Regions from separate parts of the Sus scrofa genome. Here all the other regions are linked to region 1. The links are chromatin contacts, called in public HiChIP or PLAC-seq maps. All regions are on one chromosome and are shown on one strand. Each heading gives the region's core, a stretch centred on a gene start, on an enhancer-like site or on the middle of the called end of the contact. The rest is flanking DNA. Distances are from core to core; before and after follow the strand shown.

Region 1 (3,279 bases), core at 745-3,244:
AAAAAAAAGAATGGTGTTGAAAACCTTAGTCAACTTTTAAGATAAAGTTTTAAGAGAAATTATTAGAGAATGACCAGTTTGTAAGACAAATAACTACAGAGATGACACATCACTTATTTAAAAAGCAGGAAGTGATTATAGCTAGTGTCTAAAATAAATCCAAGGAAGTTACACATGAATTTTGAGTATCAGTTTTATCCTCCCTGTGAATTAACTGGGTCTTGTTTTTGAAAGAACTGCTCCAGCCTGAATTTTTTCACCCAGAGACGTGGAGTCGCACATTTCACGTTCTGCTGTCTTTATTCCCTGTAAAAAAGAATCACTAAAACTTGAAAATAAAGCAAAAGTTGGGCTGCATGTCCTTTCAAAGTCACACTCAGGAATTATTTAACGAGTTCACCTGCGGATTATTTAATTTTATGGGAGAATGTATCTGTGTTTGACTTTGCTATTTATTATGTGATAGTAGCCCAGATACTGCAAAGTTCCATGTTAATCTGTATCTTTCTATCTGGTAGGAATGATAACCCTAAAGGTTACGGCTTAATAGCTTGTAGGACATTAACTGGTTTCTGCTGTAACCTAGCAATCATATTCTAACATTCCTTGGTTTTGAAAATGCTTTTCCTAGTGGATTATATAAACTCTTTTTTTTTCCAAATGTTTTTGGAATCTGCTTTACCATCTAATGGTTCCATCATAAATTAATGAACTGAGCAAAACCTTTAACACACACCCATTCTATATTTGAATGAGCGCCATGACTTTACCATTTTAACAATTACACTCTGATTTAGCTAACAGACCCCAGATCATTTTCCCCTCCCTTCTTCTGTGAGAGTCACCTAGGGACCCTACAGAATGCAGATTCTCACAGAAACTGATGCAGGGACATAAAGAACAGACTTGTGGTTGCCAATGGGGGGTTAGGGACAGGGATAGATTGGGAGTTTGGGGTTAGGGGACAAAAACTATTACATTTAGAAAGGATAAACAACATATAGCACAAGGAATGCTATCCAATCTCCTGGGATACACTACGATGGAAAAGAATATGAAAAAGAATGACACAAACTGAGTCACTTTGTTGTACAGCAGAAATTGGCACAACACTGTAAATCAACTACAATTTTTAAAAAAATTAAAAGAAATGCAGATTCTCCAGCCTACCACTCAAAAAATCTAATTCCACACATTTGGCGAGGGCCAAATCATATGTTTTTTTTTTTTTTTTTTTTGGCCACACAACACATGGACGTTCCCAGGCCAGGGATCAAACCCATGTCGCAGTAACAATCCAAGCCACTGCAGTGACGACTGCCAGGTCCTTAATGCGCTGCACCACAAGGGAACTCTGAACAATGTGCATTTTAAGAAGCACCCCAAGAGATTTTGAGGCTTGAGACACCTTGAGAAAGCCCCCCAGTGAACTGCGTGGCAGTGATGGCCCTAATACCGACTTGCCTCTCACTGTTCACTGTGGATAGACATGACTGGGGTTAAACCTGAGGCCTTGGGATGAACTAGGGTGCAAAAGTCCATTTTCCTAAACTTCAACTTGGAGATGGTGGTCAATCTCAAATGTTCATCCACCCACTGGCTGTATCAGAACAGGGGAGCTGACGTGACTGGGAATCTGAATATACTGGTTGAACCTCAAGAAACTGCTGATACTTAACCCTTTACTGACCTTACAAAAATGGCTACTTGCTGTGGTTCGACAATAGTTCCTCAGGCATTTCTAATTTGAAGCTAATTTGGGAATCAACTTGCGAATATGATAGTTGGGACGTGGACATTCCGATATCAGGGGAAAATGCTTCATAGCCTTCATCAGACCCAAAGCAAAACAAATTAAAGAATCTCTTCTCCAAAAAATGCACGAAGTACAACTTTATGCCTATAATCTAAGGGGATTTATGGACACCTTAAAACTTCAAGGATTCCAGGCTAACTCCATCTTACAAATTTCTTTCTGAAGGTTGCATTCTTTATGAATGAAGCTTTGCTGCCCCCTGCTGCCAAATGATTGTTTAGCTGGGTTTGCTCTGCTCATGCCTGACTTTGAACCTGCAATTTTGGAAGAGCTAAAACAAGCAAGCTGTCACCTCACACAAATTGGAACAGTCCAATCTGTGCAGGAATGGGCACCACAGGTCTATTTATTTATAATTCATGTGCTGCAATGAACTGTTGTTAGTGCAGGGTGTAGGGGAATTTTGTGCTTTGATAAACACTATGCATTATCTAGTTTAGAGGACAGCCTTGGGTTACTGGATTCTCACTCTCAGGAAGCTACTTTACAGCTCTGTCCTATAGATACTGAAAGCAATGCAAAATAATTCTTGTTTCTGGAAACAAAAATTATGTCCTGGGGGAGAGGATTGCTTGACTTTCCTCTTCTAGCAAGTAGATTCTTGTTTTTCCTCCATTTGGACATTCATGTAAATATTCTTGGTCTCTAAGTGTGTCTGTCCTTTGGATTCTCCAGGTTACAGCATCTGCCGGGTTCCCTCATTAAGAGTTAAATAAAATAGCACACACTCATTTGCTATCTGTATGAGAGCCATAATTTGACTCTTCTTTGAAAATTCTCCTTTAATGAAGTCCAGGATCATAGTAGAGATCTCTGATTCCTTTCCTTGAAAGCTCATAGTCCAATTAAGAAGAAAATGTCCCCAGTAATTCTCTGAGGTATTAGGAAATCTCCGTCCCTCTTCTCCCCATACCCTACCTGCCTCATTCAAGTAGCACACTACCTCTTTGCCTCAGGGGAGATAGATGGCAAAAGCCAAATCAAACAAGAGTTTGTAAATTGTTCTGGATTTTTTTTTTTTTTTTTGTCTTTTTAGGACCAAATCCACAGCACGTGGAAGTTCCCAGGCTAGGGGTTGAATCTGAGCTGCAGCTGCTGGCCTGCACCACAGCCACAGCAACACCAGATCCGAGCCAGGTCTGCGACCTACACGATAGCTCATGGCAATGCCAGATCCTTAACCCACTGAGTGAGGCCAGGGATCGAACCTGCATCCTCATGGATGCTAGTTGGGTACGTTACCACTGAGCCACAATGGGGACTCCTGGATCTTGTTTTACTAGCCCTTCAGTCCATAGAAGAATTCAGAGGAGCAGTGGAACCGGAGCTTTCCTTTAATAAAACTGACTACCTCAGGCTGAGTCAAGGAGAGAGAGGCAAGAACATCAGGAACAGCCAAGAGGCAAGACTGTGAGTGGGCAGGGGTGGGTGGGGTGGTGGCGTGAGGTGGGGGATGGGGCTGG
Region 2 (3,196 bases), core at 441-2,940, 140 kb before region 1:
CCTGGTGCCAACTTCTTATCTCCAAGATAGGGGTCAATCTTCCCCCACTGTGAATTCCTGGGCGGAGGTTGGTGACAGTTTCATTCTTTTAGGTAGAGGAGGGGCTTTCCGAACAAAGACTCTGCACAGTGGTCTATTCCAAATTCCTTCATTCCCCATCTGAAACCTCCCTAGATGGTTTACAGCTAAGGAGTTGAGGTATTTGGCCCGTATCACAACCTACCTTCTCAGTCCTGGGATCAGATCAGTCTGGTTAAACACTTGTGTGTCATTTCAGGAGGTGAGGGTACAGACGGAAGTAAGGCCACCACCAAAATTAGATCTTAATCAGGCATTTAATGAGGAGCATTCCCATGGAATCAAAAGAACAAAAGGAAAACAAAGATTAATGGTGGGAACCAATTATAAACCCAGTTATTTTTTTTCTTTCTCTTCTTTCTTTCTTTTTTTTTTTTTTTTTTTTTTTTTTTTTTTGATTTTTTAGGGTCACACCCATCACACCCATAGCATATGGAAATTCCCAGGCTAGGGGTTGAATCAGAGCTGCAGCTGCTGGCCTACACCACAGCCACAGCAACTCGGGATCCAAGCCTTGACTGCGACCTATGCCACAGCTCACAGCAATGCTGGATCCTTAACCTACTGAGCAGGGATTGAACCCACGTCCTCATGGATACAGTCGGGTTCGTTACCGCTGAGCCATGATGAGAACTCCCTTTCTTTCTTCTCTTTTTTTCTTAGTCCAGAGTGCCACCAATCGAGATTTCTAAGTATTGAGCTTGAAATGTCTTTGGGTGATAGAGGGAAGATGGTGGTGACAATGTCACGATCCTGCCATTGCCTTAAGGGGAACATGAAAAACACAGGTGTTCTAGTGACCTTTCCAAGTGTCCCAACCACTGTGCTGATATATCTTCTGAAATTATGTCAAATCATCCAGCTTCAGCTTTCGAAGCTTTAGGAAAAGGACCTTCCGGTCCTCAAGGATGCCAAGTCAAGAGGGTGGAAGAAAAATTGGAAATACTAATTTCTGACAAAATGTGTGAGATGCAGCCCAAGAGGTGAAATAAGCCCAAAGACCGGAATCCGATAACCCACAGGGTGGATTATAGTTTTCCATTGAAACATAAATTTTCTCCCTACAATCACCCCCATTCTGATCAAAGACAAATCAAGGTGAAATTACTCTCATTTTCAAAATAATGAAGTGAGCGGCAGCCACATGCTATAAGATGTGTACATTGTTCATTTAACTGGGGAGGCAAGACCCTGTTGGTCTACTTGAGGAACAAATTATTCTCAAGTAGGTGGTATTTATTTAGAAAGCAGGTACAATATGGTCTACTTACATGGGAGCTTTGACAGGGTAATTATAGGATATTAATAGAGTCAGAAAAACAGGTTCTCTGTAGTGCAGCTTGTGGTTAGCCCACTAGATAATAAGCCAAAATGAAAACCACTTTTCTTTATAAATATTTTCTTATTCAAAGTTTCCTTGATTTACAAGGCTTTGCCACAGTTGATCCAATTAGTGGGCTTTCTTGTAATTTTGAAGTGGAACTACTCTGATTGAATCTTGCATACCCCTCAAAACACAGTCAAAGAAATAAGCAGACGATGAGACATAAACAGAGGAAGAGGAACGGGTGGGGTGGGGAGGTGGCCAAGCCTTCTTGGTGAGAGGGCAAGTCTGGAAACTCCTTCCTGTAGAGCCCCTAAATGAGCTGACTTTGGACCCAGTGCGCCCCAGATATGGCTTATGTTACACCACTTCCATCATTTTTTTGCCATATCTGCACACCAACAAGGTATTGTTTACTTAATAAAATGCTTTCTATTTTTCAGGGAGTTCCCTTCATGGTTAACAAACCTGAGTAGGATTCATGAGGATGCCGGTGGCCTCACTCAGTGGGTTAAGGATCTGGTGTCACCATGAGCTGTGTTTTAAGTCGCAGATGTGGCTTGGATCTCATGTTGCTGTGACTGTGGTGTAGGCCTACAGCTATAGCTCTGATTCAACCCCTAGTCTGGGCACTTCCATATGCCTTGGGTGAGGCCCTAAAAAGCAAAAAAAAAAAAAAAAAAAAAAAAAAAAAAAAAAAAAAAGATAGATTCTATTTTTCAAAGTTAAATTTACTTGGAAAGGAAGACCATACTAATTGTAAATGAAAATTTAGAATTTCACTTCCAGTTGCTCAAGGGTTTTTCTGTTTTGCTCACTGCTGTATTCCCTTAGTGCCTAATAAAGTGCCTGGTATGTACTCAAGGTTTGTTGAATGAATAAATGTCATTATCATCAATAGAAAAGCCAGTATTTCTCTAAGATACATTGTCAGTATATAGCTATCACAAGTGATTAAAAACATTCATCAGCTTCCCATGGAAAATCTTGCATGCCACCAGCAGTGTATATTATGCTCCACATTTCCTAGCGCACATAGGAATTGTCACTGCAGAAATGATCTCATTTCATCATTTACTTGCTCACTAGAAAAGCAACTCCATTCATAGCGGTTTTGTCCATCCCTGTATCTCTAGCACCTAGCACAATGTGGGGCACATAACAGGTATAATAAAACAACCAGGAATGAATGAGTTTTACCTCAGTTTAATTCTGACAGCTACTCTAGCATGTAAAGTATTATTCCCATTTTTATATAGATAAAGAAACCAAGGCACAGAGGAATGAAATAACTTGTCCTAGGTTGCAGTGCTGCTAACTGAAGGAGCCAGGATCTGAAGCCAGGCGGTCTAACTCAGGATTCCTCCATTTATTTATTTATTTATTTAGTCTTTTTAGGGCTGCACCTGCAGCATATGGAGGTTCCCAGGCTAGGGGTCCCATTGGAGCTGTAGTTGCTGGCCTACGCCAGAGCCACAGCAATGCTGGATCCAAGCCGTGTCTGTGACCTACACCACAGTTCACAGCAACTCCAGATCCTTACTTAACCCACTGAGCGAGACCAGGGATTGAGCCCGCAACCTCATGGTTCCTAGTTGGATTCGTTTCCCCTGCTACCACGATGGGAACTCCTTATTTATTTATTTTTTATTAAAATATGGTTGATTTACAATATTGTTATTTTTTTTTAAAGAAAATTTTGGCCACACTCACAGCATGTAGAAGTTCCTGGGCCAGGGATCAAACCCACACCATGGCAGTGACCTGAGGCAGTGACCCAAGCCACAGCAGTGA
Region 3 (3,296 bases), core at 127-2,626, 180 kb before region 1:
GCTGCTCATCTTTATTGATCTGGTGCCACTTGCTCCAGGTCAAGGAGGGGCTTTAAAGTGACCTGATCATCTCACCAGGAAACTGCAGGCAAATTGAGGCCAGAAGACCTGAAAATGACAGATATGTGCTGGCTTGGAAATGCCCTCTGTGTCCAGATCGGGCATCACAAGCTGCATGATTCCAGGCTCACTTTGTATGAACAGTGTCTCGGGAAACACCAGTTTCAAAATAGGGAAATCTGACACAAAGATCTAGCTTTCCAGCTTTGCTTTAAAGATGGACGGGCCTGGCCATGCCATTCCTACCTTTTCACGTTACAACAGTTGCCTAGAGCTGAGCCCTGGCTGCCCCCAAACACTGGCACGAGTGCTTGAATCCCCACTGTCCCCATTGCTCTCTGCAGTGTCGCCGTTGGTCCTCTCTATACATTGGTCACCTGCCTTATCCCTGTGGATATTTGTTGGGTGCCCAACTTCCCTGAGGGACCTAATGGGGAAAACTTAGGCCATAATAGGTGGTGAGGCTGAATTTGGGTGTTTGAGATCCTGGGGTTCCAGCCATGCCCTTAGCATCTCCTCATGAGTCTAAGCAAATTGCAAGTGTAATGTGAGCGTCTAATTTGTCATTCATGCTTCTAGAGCAATTTTTATAAGCCACATAATTCTCTATGAGTTTTACATGTATTAACTCATTTAATCCTCACTAACCCAAGAATGATCCCAGTTTACAGGTGGAAAAACTAAGGCTGGGAGAAAAAAAAAACGGACAGTGCTTGGGTAATTAGTAGCAGGACCAGGATTTAAAGTCAGGAGCCTCATTTTGTGAGCTTGCTCCTACCTGGGTGTCTGGTTAATAAGGGGGTGCAATCGCTACTATGTAAGGAATGATCTGGTCTTAGCAATTGCGGCTGCCCTGAGGCCGGCACTGGAGGATTTGAAGAGATGACACCCTGATTTTTTTTCAGCTCTAACTTGTGGTGAGTCTCTGAAAACATGTTAAGAGAGGAGGCAAGGGAAAGGAAAGGGGTACTTGGCAATTTGCCATGCCCAGAAGACTGGCGCATACCCAGGTGCTCACCCCTGATGGGGTGTCGCCTGCTCCCCATTACAGAACACTGTGGGCTGGGAGTCTGAAGTTGCTCTCCCAGTGCTGACTGGCCGGGTGGCTGTGATTAGCAAAGTCCAGTGAGCATCAGGCCCGGGAGGGCACTGTGGCCTCATTCCCGTCCCCAGGAGTAACACAGAAGTGGCTGGTAACACGGAGCATTGTCCTCGCCCACACAGGGCCTCTTTGTCTCCTCGATGCACAGAGAGGAGGCCGTGACAATGGCCTTGAATGGCACTTTGCTCTCCTTTCTCCAATGTTACGCTTGTTTTTTTCAGTGCTGAAAACAGCTAAACAATTACTTCCTGCGGGGAGTGTCAGCTTTTCATCTTTTCCGCCTGCTCCTCTGGCAGTCCTCGGGGCCCCGAGCAGTGGGAGCTGAGTGGACACATGGGCCCAGGGAGAGCTGGGCTCCATGGAGGCTGAAAGGCTGTGGCACCTCACCTTTCCCTGGCCAGGTGGGACCTGCCCTGGAGGAAGGAACCAGACCAGGGAACGCAGGTGAGAGTCTGGAAGCAGCTGGTGGGGCGTGGGGGTTGGAGGTCACGGCTGCAGGTCTAGCCAGAGGAGGATGGCTTTCTGCTTTCAAGACACCCTGTTTGCTTGAGAGCCGCTGTCTGCTGGTAAACAAAGATGAAAAAGCTACTGAGGTCAAGTTCGGCAGCCTCTAGACTAGGGAAGCACTCTTCCTGTCTGATCTCCACTCCATGCCTTTGATGTCTTTGGGTGACCGGAAACGTCAAGGTCCCCGTGGGTTTGTTGAGATGACTAGTCCTCTAATGATAGCTGCCATCATGAAGCGCTAACTCTGTGTGTCGGACATGTAGACATATGACTATGTGGAGCTGACTGTCCTGATAGCAGTTATAGAAAATACAACGTGCTTTCCATTCTTGCCTGAGTGCCACCCAGGCAGCCTGGTGCTAGAATCTGTGCTGCACACCACCGTGCCTCTTGTGTAATGGTCTTTACAATAGACCGAGCTTACTGCAGGGTTCCACTTGGAAGGACTTTGATCTCTAATGATAACTATGTGTACTGAGTCCCTTACCTGGTGGCAGGCAAGGTTCTAAATGGTTTGCTTCTATTTCCTCATTAATTCTACATAATAACTCTCTGGGATGAGTTAACTTTAATCATCCCCTTTTTACAAATGAAGTACAGAGACATTAAGCAATTTACCCAGGATCGCACAGCTGTCTGGGGGCAGAATCAGGGTTTGAACACAATTCTGATTGAATACTCTGCAGGATTAGGTGAATCGAATGCCTGCCCAGCCCTGTGAGTAATGCTTGGTTTGCAGTGAGTCTCTTTGTCCGGGTCACGAGGCCTGGAGTGTGGCGTTCCGTCCCTGGCTTTGCCGAACAGCAGCACTGAGTTATCCATTTCAGAAACTCAGACGCTCTTAAATGGTTCGCCTGTTGTCCTCAGCTTTCGCCAAGCTCGAGAAGATGGAACTGCCCGGTGGGGACAGGGAGGGATTTGGAATGATAATCGCTCAATGTGTGTCACCTCTTCCTTGGCCAGAGACAGGCCAAGCTGCCACATAGGTGGGAGGACAGATGTTAAATAAACAGGACTCGCTGGCTATATGCAGGAAGCCAGCTTTATTTTTGTCTATCTCTGCCCCTTAATTTTTTTGTAGGGCCCTACTCTTTCCTTGCCCTGGGGTGAAAATTAGGGCAGGTCCCTGGCTCTTCTGCTTGCTTACCTTTCTAGTTTCAACAATGTCTCAGTTGAGTAATTGATACATCCAGGTCTGTGCAATAACCCAGACCTTCAAACTTCCTTCCAAGCGGACACTCCTCTTTGCCACCACCTCCCCTGCCTCTCGGGGGGAGCTGGGAAAGGGAGTCTGTTGTCAGTTTCTGGTTTCCCACCCAGTACTTCCACCTGGCTAACTGAGGCTTCTGCCCCCTGGTGGGAGAGGGGGAAGGAAGGGGAGCAGGAAGTTCTCACCTGGTTAACGCTGTGGGACGCTGGCATCCCCCTGGCTGGGCCTGGTAGGCAATTAACCTGATTCTTTGTCTCATGGTTGGATTTTGTGGATTCTTCAGAAAACCCTCTAAGCTGCCAGTCCCTTGAAGCAGGTGCCTGAGACTATTCTTAGTCCCCCTGCATCTGAGCAGTCTGTATTAGTCAGCCTGGACTGCCAAAGCTAATATACAGAGGGGGTGGCTTAAACTACAGA

What was found. HiChIP or PLAC-seq counts read pairs in DNA pulled down with a chosen protein or histone mark.
Region 2: a contact with region 1 is called in an H3K27ac HiChIP or PLAC-seq map of alveolar macrophages. The contact joins two enhancer-like sites. A contact is called at or near these places in 1 of 5 promoter capture datasets (liver), 29 of 47 Hi-C or Micro-C datasets (adipocytes, adipose tissue, alveolar macrophages and 15 more) and 2 of 2 datasets of contacts at active chromatin or transcription factors (alveolar macrophages and skeletal muscle).
Region 3: an H3K27ac HiChIP or PLAC-seq map of alveolar macrophages shows a contact between it and region 1. The contact joins the promoter of PRR5L here to the enhancer-like site in region 1. A contact is called at or near these places in 3 of 5 promoter capture datasets (fetal skeletal muscle and liver), 5 of 47 Hi-C or Micro-C datasets (alveolar macrophages, embryonic fibroblasts, epiblast stem cells and 2 more) and 2 of 2 datasets of contacts at active chromatin or transcription factors (alveolar macrophages and skeletal muscle).

The regions. Positions count from the first base shown.
Region 1 is chr2:24,630,311-24,633,589 of Sscrofa11.1, reverse strand. No RefSeq gene overlaps it. Among named protein-coding and RNA genes, the nearest start is that of TRAF6, 24 kb to the right of the region's middle. Within about 2 kb of position 1,994, at least 2 of the 83 cell types and tissues checked have an H3K27ac peak or open chromatin away from gene starts, as enhancers often do. A contact at or near this core is called in alveolar macrophages, where this site is marked.
Region 2 is chr2:24,773,010-24,776,205 of Sscrofa11.1, reverse strand. The region is part of intron 2 of PRR5L (proline-rich protein 5-like); the gene reads left to right. Among named protein-coding and RNA genes, the nearest start is that of PRR5L, 38 kb to the left of the region's middle. Within about 2 kb of position 1,690, at least 1 of the 83 cell types and tissues checked has an H3K27ac peak or open chromatin away from gene starts, as enhancers often do. A contact at or near this core is called in alveolar macrophages, where this site is marked.
Region 3 is chr2:24,810,722-24,814,017 of Sscrofa11.1, reverse strand. It overlaps PRR5L (proline-rich protein 5-like), which reads left to right and starts at 1,376. Exons shown (of 11, transcript XM_021083180.1): 1 at 1,376-1,606.